Linked DNA regions of Ovis aries: region 1 is linked to region 2. The links are chromatin contacts, called in public Hi-C maps. All regions are on one chromosome and are shown on one strand. The core of a region is the stretch at or near the end of the contact, and the rest is flanking DNA. Distances in the headings are between cores, read along the strand shown. Region 1 overlaps PHTF1 (putative homeodomain transcription factor 1). Region 2 has its middle 71 kb from the start of LRIG2.

What was found. A called contact is a pair of places that touch in the nucleus more often than the background predicts.
Region 1: a contact with region 2 is called in a Hi-C map of muscle, with 8 times the contacts expected there. The contact joins two enhancer-like sites. A contact is called at or near these places in 8 of 16 Hi-C or Micro-C datasets (hypothalamus, mesenteric adipose tissue, mixed tissues and 5 more).

The regions. Positions count from the first base shown.
Region 1 is chr1:90,993,683-90,997,697 of ARS-UI_Ramb_v3.0, reverse strand. It overlaps PHTF1 (putative homeodomain transcription factor 1), which reads left to right. Exons shown (of 20, transcript XM_060413037.1): 19 at 713-4,015. It overlaps MAGI3 (membrane associated guanylate kinase, WW and PDZ domain containing 3), which reads right to left. Exons shown (of 21, transcript XM_060412922.1): 21 at 2,510-4,015. Among named protein-coding and RNA genes, the nearest start is that of PHTF1, 82 kb to the left of the region's middle. Within about 2 kb of position 1,252, at least 19 of the 54 cell types and tissues checked have an H3K27ac peak or open chromatin away from gene starts, as enhancers often do. A contact at or near this core is called in hypothalamus, where this site is marked.
Region 2 is chr1:90,534,223-90,538,299 of ARS-UI_Ramb_v3.0, reverse strand. No RefSeq gene overlaps it. Among named protein-coding and RNA genes, the nearest start is that of LRIG2, 71 kb to the right of the region's middle. Within about 2 kb of position 1,544, at least 19 of the 54 cell types and tissues checked have an H3K27ac peak or open chromatin away from gene starts, as enhancers often do. A contact at or near this core is called in hypothalamus, where this site is marked.

The sequences.
Region 1 (4,015 bases), core at 3-2,502, 460 kb before region 2:
ATACAACCACCTTGAAAAGCTGAATAACCAGATACTTTCTTAATTGGGGTATGGTTTTCCTGACTTTCAGAGACAAGTAGAAAAATTCTAAATACCAGGCTGTCCTACAAAGTAAAGGTTATGGGCGGGTCTGTTTTTGGTTCATTGTATCTAGAGGTGGGGCTTCCCAGGTGCTGCTACTGGTAAAGAGCCCACCTCCCAATGCAGGAGACATAAGAGATGTTGGTTTGATCCTGGGTCAGGAAAGTCCCCTGGAGGAGGGCATGGAAACCCACTCCAGTATTCTTATCTGGAAAATTCCATGGACAGAGGAGCTTGGTGGACTACAGTCTATAGGGTCACAAAAGGTTGGTCACGACTAAAATGACTAAGCACGCGGCTAGAGGTCAGCGAACCTGTGCACTCCACAAACAACTTTCAAATTAATAAGATTCATTTTAGAAATGTCTTAGATGTACACACTCTAATGGGGCAAATGGGTCTAATTCTCCAAATATAGTGTATGACTTGGGATTATCAGGAAGTAAATTCATTATCAAGAAGTAAACTCCAGGAGATGGTGAGGGGCAGGGAGGCTTGGTGTGCTGCTGTCCATGGGGTCAGAGAGTCGGACACGACTGAATAACTGAACAACAAAATTTGTTAAGCTTAATCTTGTCTATGCAGGTATTGACTAGTTTGGTCATTTAAAGTAATCCTTTGCTTCTTGCAGTTATTGGTGTGCATCTTGAATAGTGAAGTTTGAATTTCACAAATGTGCAATAATTCCATACCTTTCCTGCAGTACATCCTGCGCCTATATGCTGTAATAAGGTATTACTCAAGGTAACAATTACTGTTTTATATTAAGGACAAAATAAGCCTCTTGACTTGTGTTTTCACTAATAGTTCACTTGGCTTTAATACAAACATTGTATAATAGACAAATACCCACAAGATTCTTTGGAAAAATATAGGTTCAGGCTAAATTAAAGCACTTGGCTATGCTTTTGTGTTTTAATGTATATATGAGAAAGGTTCAGAGTTCTTTAGCAGATAAATTCTACTCTTCATAAGCCTTCATACTCCTCTCTTACACTTAAGGTTCTACTTGCACTGAAACATTGAAAACATATCCAAGTTAGTGAATATCTTAAAACTAATTCAGTTAACTGAAGCAAAGATTATAGAGTTGATGTCATAATTATGCTGTGCATTAACCAGTCATTGTACTGCTCATAAACCTTAATAGCATGAAAAATAAAAGAGCTGCCTAAATAAGTAAATATGTTACTGTTTAAAAGTACAAGCAGTTCTCAGCACTGGAGCATGCCAGGATGATGTAAGAAGTTGCTCTGATGAATTCTTCATGCCAAACTGAATCATCACATTTTGTGACTGAAGTCTGTTTACACCAGTGTTCCTTAGTTCTCGGAGCTCACTCTGGACCAGACTTCAGCCTAAGCACATCTCTGTGGAGGTCAGTAGTTAAGACTGTCACACAGTTTAATTTGGGTATTCCTTGCTTTCTTAAAACCCCATTCTTTTTGAATGTTGGACACAGTAACCATGAAACTCTTCATTAATCCATGTTGAAAAGCATTTGACTTTCTACATGAAAACATCTGACTATTAAAAAAGGAAATGATCAAGATGTGCTCATGTAGAAATAAAAAAATCACATGCTTTTCTATTTAAGAAGTCTTGGACACAGGAGTTGAGTCTGTGCAGAGGCTACTTGGTCCAAAAAATTTGATGTGAGTTAGAAGACAACAGTGTTACAGGCTGTTACTGACTTCTCTAGGAAGACAGTGTGATGGCACCCCAGAGCATCTGTGCTGCTGTGGTCAGTCCACTAAAACAGCAAATGGTTTCGGTGCCACTCTGTGGGCTTTGCCAAGACACACATCTCCATGATGGAGCCTGGAAGCCAGAGGTTTAGGGTCTATTTTCAGTATGAGTTGATGCAATGGTAGGTTCAGGAATTGATTTTTCTCCTCAAGAGTATTCAGTTAACCATGTTCTTAAACTAGGTTTTAGGCATTATTCATATCAAGAATTTCAGTGAAGTCAAGTCGAAACACTTCACTGTATAAGTAAGTACAACCTGTGGTAAACAAAATGATTTAAAACTCATGTGAAATGCCACACAGCCTGATGAAATAGCGTTTGTGGTAACTGGACTTACATTGCTATATCCATTAGAAATGTCTCATAATTTCTAATAACACAAGTACTTTTCTCTCCCTGACAGTGTAAGAAAGGATTGGGGGCGGGGTAACAAATTATTTACACAAAACTATTTTCCTTACAATGAAAGGTATGAAGTAGGTATAATGATATTCAACTCAAACTAATTCTAAACTTTAAGTGTATTTATAGATAAGTAAAGTCATCATTGTAAGAGTCTGCCTGATTGTAGGACTTTGAACATTTGTTATTCACAGGGATAAAAATCTGAGGACTCAGACCATGATGAGAATTAGCTCCACAAGCAGAAAAACAGTAAAAAGAAATGCAAGTCATGAACTGATTTTTGTTTTTTTAATATCTATATAAAAAATAACGAGCGATTTACAGATCTCTTTCTCTAATCAGAACCTCAAGTGTATATATAAAGGTACTGTACAATATATAAACATTTACAACCAGTACATCCATATTTTGCCTAGCATTCCAAGGCCACATTGCTAAGTCAGTACAGAATCAGTACAGTGACCGGTTACTTAGAGAGGAAAGAGCCACATCAAACTGACAACAGATGACGCCAAAGTTATGTCACAGTTAACAATAAAAATAGGATTTTTATCACTAATTGTGGACTATAGGGAAAATAAATCATTTCTGTGGTACTAAATTCTTAGCATGTATCAAGCCTTCTAATTTGTCTCTATTCAAGTAGTTACAATAGGTAGGTAAATATAGTTCTGGATGAAAAGGGGGTTTCAAAAAATCTCACTCCGGGAAGAATGTCTTATCTACAGGGGCTTCAGTTGTTACATTAAAGAATTTCACAGTCAGATTCTGAGAGGGAGGGACCTGAACATGATGTGTTTCACAATAACAAGATGAACTGAGGGTGAACAGCGTTCAAATACTCCAGAAAATGATTTTATTCTGAGAATGTTCCTTTATTTATAGATGCTACTGAATGCTAGTTTTGGGGGCTGAAAAACCCGGATCTGTTTTATGGAGCTAAAAACTGTTAACCACCTTCCAATAAGCATCTTTAGTTAGACCTTAAAAAAGAATTCTGAAAATTTGTACAAGCTAAGCAGACGTTTACTCTTCTGTGTTTAAATAAGTTAATATAGCTAGAAATTAAATAAGATCTCGTAATGTCTACCACCACGTTTGCCCTCTGTTGCTGAGCTCGTCTCAGGTAAGTTCTGCTTCTATACACCTGAACTCATACAGCTGCTGCCAGATGGTCCTTCATCTGGCAACGGACTGTGAAACTTGTGATTTAAGTCTCTCTTCAAATATATATTATGTTATAATGACTAAATGACTTAGCATTAATAGTTCAATCAAAATATCCAGAAACACAAATTTGGATTTCAGAAATTGCAAATAGGAATAAGTGATATTTCTACATGCCTCCTGGTGGTTTCATAATAAAGTAACAAATAGAAGGGTGAACTGAGATGGTTTATCAATTAGGGTTGGATAACACAGCAGGAGGTGAGCTCTTAAGTACTTTCTCATTTGAACATTCATCTGTAAGTAACACCTCTAAGTTACTTAAATGCCTTACCCAGCTGAATTACAATAAACAAAATCATAAAGTCAGTATTTGACTACATTTTTTTTTTCTTTCCAGTAGTGATATTTGGGAGTTTTATTCTTAAATGGGGACATCATCAGTAGCTGTTAGGAAAGGTAACTGCCATTTTTAATAATGAGTTAACTGCCATCTTTAATAATGAGTTAACAATCTCTTCTTCTGCAAGGGCTCAAATATTTCTGTCTGTAAACATGCAACATGCTATTGAGAATATCAACTTCCGAGCCAAACCTACTTTTTTCATTACTG
Region 2 (4,077 bases), core at 295-2,794:
CCTGAAATATGTACATTTAAACAACAAAGAAGGTTTGGAGTGGGATGGGGTGGATAATAACTGGATGGAGTTTCTGACCCAAAGATATTCTGTCAGTCAGAGATAGAAGTTTTGGGGACTTCCCTGGTTTCCCAGTAAAGAATTCATCTTGCAATGCAAGGGACACCGGTTTAATCCCTGGTCTGGGGACTAAGATTCCACATACTATGGAGCAACTAGGCCCACACGTTGGCCACAACTAGAGGGTCCATGTGCCGCAATGGAAGATCTCTCATGACAGAACAAAGACCCCACGTGCCTCAACTAAGACCTGACACAGCCAAAAATAGGTGGTTTTTGTTTTGTTTTGCTGTTGTTGGTTTGTTTTGGCTGCGCTGTGCAACTTACAGAATCTTAGTTCCCCAACCAAGGATTGAATCTCGGCCCTCCGAAGTAAGAGAGTGGAGGTCTAACCATTGGACTGCCAGGGAATTCCTGACAGAAGGGTTTTGATAGATGGGAAGCTCAGAGAGCCTAGCATGCCCTCACGCTTCTAAGGAAGGACACACAAAGGCCAGTCACTCCTCCAGACTCACTCAGATCTGCTGGTGTGCCCTTGACAGATGGTCGACTGGGGCTCCAGGGCCTGAGCCAGATTATAGTGTTCATGTTCTTTAACGCCAGACATGGAGACAGATCTGCATGGGTCCCTGTAAAAGCAACCTATATTTTTTACTAGAAAAGCATGTGATGTAATTAGTAGTGCAGCAATGTTGCTGGTCCTAGGAGCCTGAAACCCTGCTCTCTGCACTGGACTCTACTACTGTCCCTTGATTTGGTTTCTTCAACTGTAAATATTCATTCAGTAAACAATTTTGAGCACCTCTCTGTGTGAAGTACCACATGCTAAACTTTGAAATCACCAAGTTGGATTCGGTAGTTGGCCCCCAAAGATTTATTTACTGGCAGAGACAGACAGGGAAAGGGGTCTCAGGGAAGGCCCCACTCTGGAGGGCTGCACCCTGCCCCTCCTCACTGGGAGTCAGTAAGCAGCAAGTGAGATCACACCGCGAAAAGTGCTTGGTAAACAACAGAGGGTGAGAATGAGGTGTGCAGGGAGGAGGGAAGGGCTGTAACCCGGGAACTGTCTGCAATGTCTGGAGACCTTGGGCAGGCAGCTGACCAAGAGTGCTCAGTTTGAGGCTGGAAACCTGAGTGAGGCCTCCTGGATGTGAGGGGACCAAACCTGAAGCCCTTGAGTCGCTGTCCCAGCAGGCTGAACTCAAACCCTGCAACCTGGCCGAGCTTCTCTGGGCTCTGCCCGGCAGGAACTTAGACCCGTGTGATGTTGCCTGGGACTAGGTGCTTTTGCGGCATTGCTCCACCAACGACCTCTTCTGGGTCGTAGCTTGAATGTGACAAAGGCCAGGTCACCCCGCTATTGTGCATCCCATGAAGCCCGATTCCCACGAATCCCCTTATATAATGAATATCTTCAAGAAACACAGGCCCTAGGTGACGCCAGTTACTACCATTCTCTGTGCTAACGCGCCACCTAGAGGTCAGCTCTAGCTCAAACGATTGTGTGGGTTCTCACCATTTGCCTCCGCCCGGAAGAGGTGGAAAAGAAATGTTCAAAGGACTAAAAAGCAAGAAAACGGCAAGTGATGACAGGCAAGAGGACCCCATCATTCCTCCACCAGGCCCCCTGTCACTTGCTGATGAGATAATCAAGGGCTAAAATGTCTCAGCTTCTCACGGGACAGGGTTTCCTCTATGACTAGAGACCAGTGTGAGAATGTCACTGTATCTCATACTCTAAACTCTAGATCTGAAGAGCAAACAGGCCAAGAAAACCTTCCAGTTTGCCCTGCAGCCTAGACCCCAGTCCATCTGCTCCTCCTCTCCTACCCTAAAGTTTAGACTCTCTGTCTAGCTTGGGAAAATAGTTTTTCAGCAGATGAGCCCTCCTCTTAGGAAGAGTTTGCTGATGCTGCTTACATTTCTGGGAGCAGCTACCCTACGCTGAGCATGAACACACATTTATCGTGGGCCATTTACTCAGAAGTAGCTGGATGAATCTACAGAGGCATCAAAGATAAGCCAATACTTCAAAATCAGCACAGAGTTTTTTTTTTTTTTCTAAAGAAAATCCAAGCCAGATGGTAGTAGAGTATCAAGAAAAGTAAGCCAAAGCTCCCAAACTGAGCAAGGATCCCTTTTTTAAACACTCTTACTTTAGGTTTTTCTCTTCAATCTTTTGCCAGACCTGCAATTTAGTTTCCTACTACTACTAAGCTTTTTGAACTCAAATATAATTGGAAAACAAGATACATAAAATATTCAAGCTCCCATTATCCATCAAAGTGTCCTAGTTGATGCTGCTTGGAGATAGCACTATGTTTAGTATCCATGGAATGCCCACAGAGCTTCTGGGCATCTTTGCCTGCAAGAAGCTTCTGGTCGTTCTTCACACCAAGGACAATTCAAACATGGGGTAAACGCTGAGGAGCCTTAGGCAAACTAGAATGATGTTTTGAATCTATTTTTAAAAAGCTATAGTTGTTTGTCATGGATAAAGTGCAGTCCGCTGACTGGCTGAAGGAGCCAGAGAAAGTGAAGTTGAAATTTCCCTTCACCTATACTCTCAACTAAGGTGGATGAACTGAATTCCCAGGTGGTACAGTGGTAAAAAATCTGCCTACCAATGCAGGAGATGCAAAAGACTTGGGTTCAGTCCTCTGGGTCAGGAAGATCCCCTGGAGGAGGTAATGGCAACCCACTCCAGTATTCTTGCCTGGACAATTCCATGGACAGAGGAGCCTGGTGGGCTTCAGTCATGGGGTCACAAAGAGTTGGACAAGACTGAGCAACTGAACACACACACATGCTAGTTTGCTTCTCCTGGTAGCAACAATTCACTCAGTGCTCACAGCAATCTTGATGGGAGATCCTGAGATGAGTAGTGTTATCATTGCTGTCTTTTGGAGAAAGAAACAGAGGCTAAAAGAAACTGCATAATTTTCCTATAAGTGAAGTAGCCAAGATTCGAACTCAAGTGTTCTGCTTCCAGTTTTCCCAAGGTCAGCATCTCTCTTGGCATGAAGTCAATGTATTACGTACTGAAAAGAATGTTCTGAAAAACAATTCAGTCTGCCACAGATTGTTGCAAGAATTCTTACAGTCATCAGTACTATACAGTAAGTGGAATTTGTAGACCAAGGATGACCCTCATTCAGGGTCACTGGAGGTCAGTTCATACAAACCACTTTCTGGGAAGATCAATATTTCTCCAACAAAAAGACTTCTTTAGATGTTGGTTCCCACTTCATTCCTTTCATTTAAGCGAGACAGGTTCTTTGCCCCCTATAAAATCCCATGCAAGTGTTGTAATTATTATTCACTGATAAAGTGAGTTCCCTCCTGGGGCTAGGAGACTGGGTGGGGCCACCTGGATGCAAGGGGACAAAACCTGAAGCCTTTAGCTCGCAATCTCAGCAGGCCAGGCCCAAACCTTGCAGCCCTGGCCAAGAATGAGGAACCACTAAACAATAACTGGAAGAAACAAAGACACAATAGGGACAGTGGTAAGGATGGGTCTCTGCGCCCAGAAAAACCAGTATTTCAGAGCTGGAATGGGGCTTCCGAGAGCATCTGATGGCATTCCAAATGCTCTCTTGGCAGATGATATCAAGACCCAGCAGTTAAGCTACTTTCCAAGATCACATGGTCAGCAAGTGGCACAGCTGATCAGAATGTCAGTCCAATTGATTTCTAGCTAAAGCCACTTTTTCGTTTAACCATAGATTCAGGAGATTGTATCTTGTTTCTAAATAAAATCCAACTAGGAACCCAAATCTCTAGGGCTACCCTTGAAATGACTCTTGAGGGAAACTTGACATTCCTTATCTTGAGCTGTTTCAGATGGAATGGGACTGGGATGGGATGCGGATGGGGATGGGATGGGATGGGGAGAGCAGGGACAGGAGGGGAGGGGAGGGAAGAGGCGGGGAGTTTTTTTGGGTGCCCATAACAATAGCTAATAGCTGGAGTTTTTCCCACAGTTTGCTGGGAACTGTGCTTAGTACTTTAAATGCA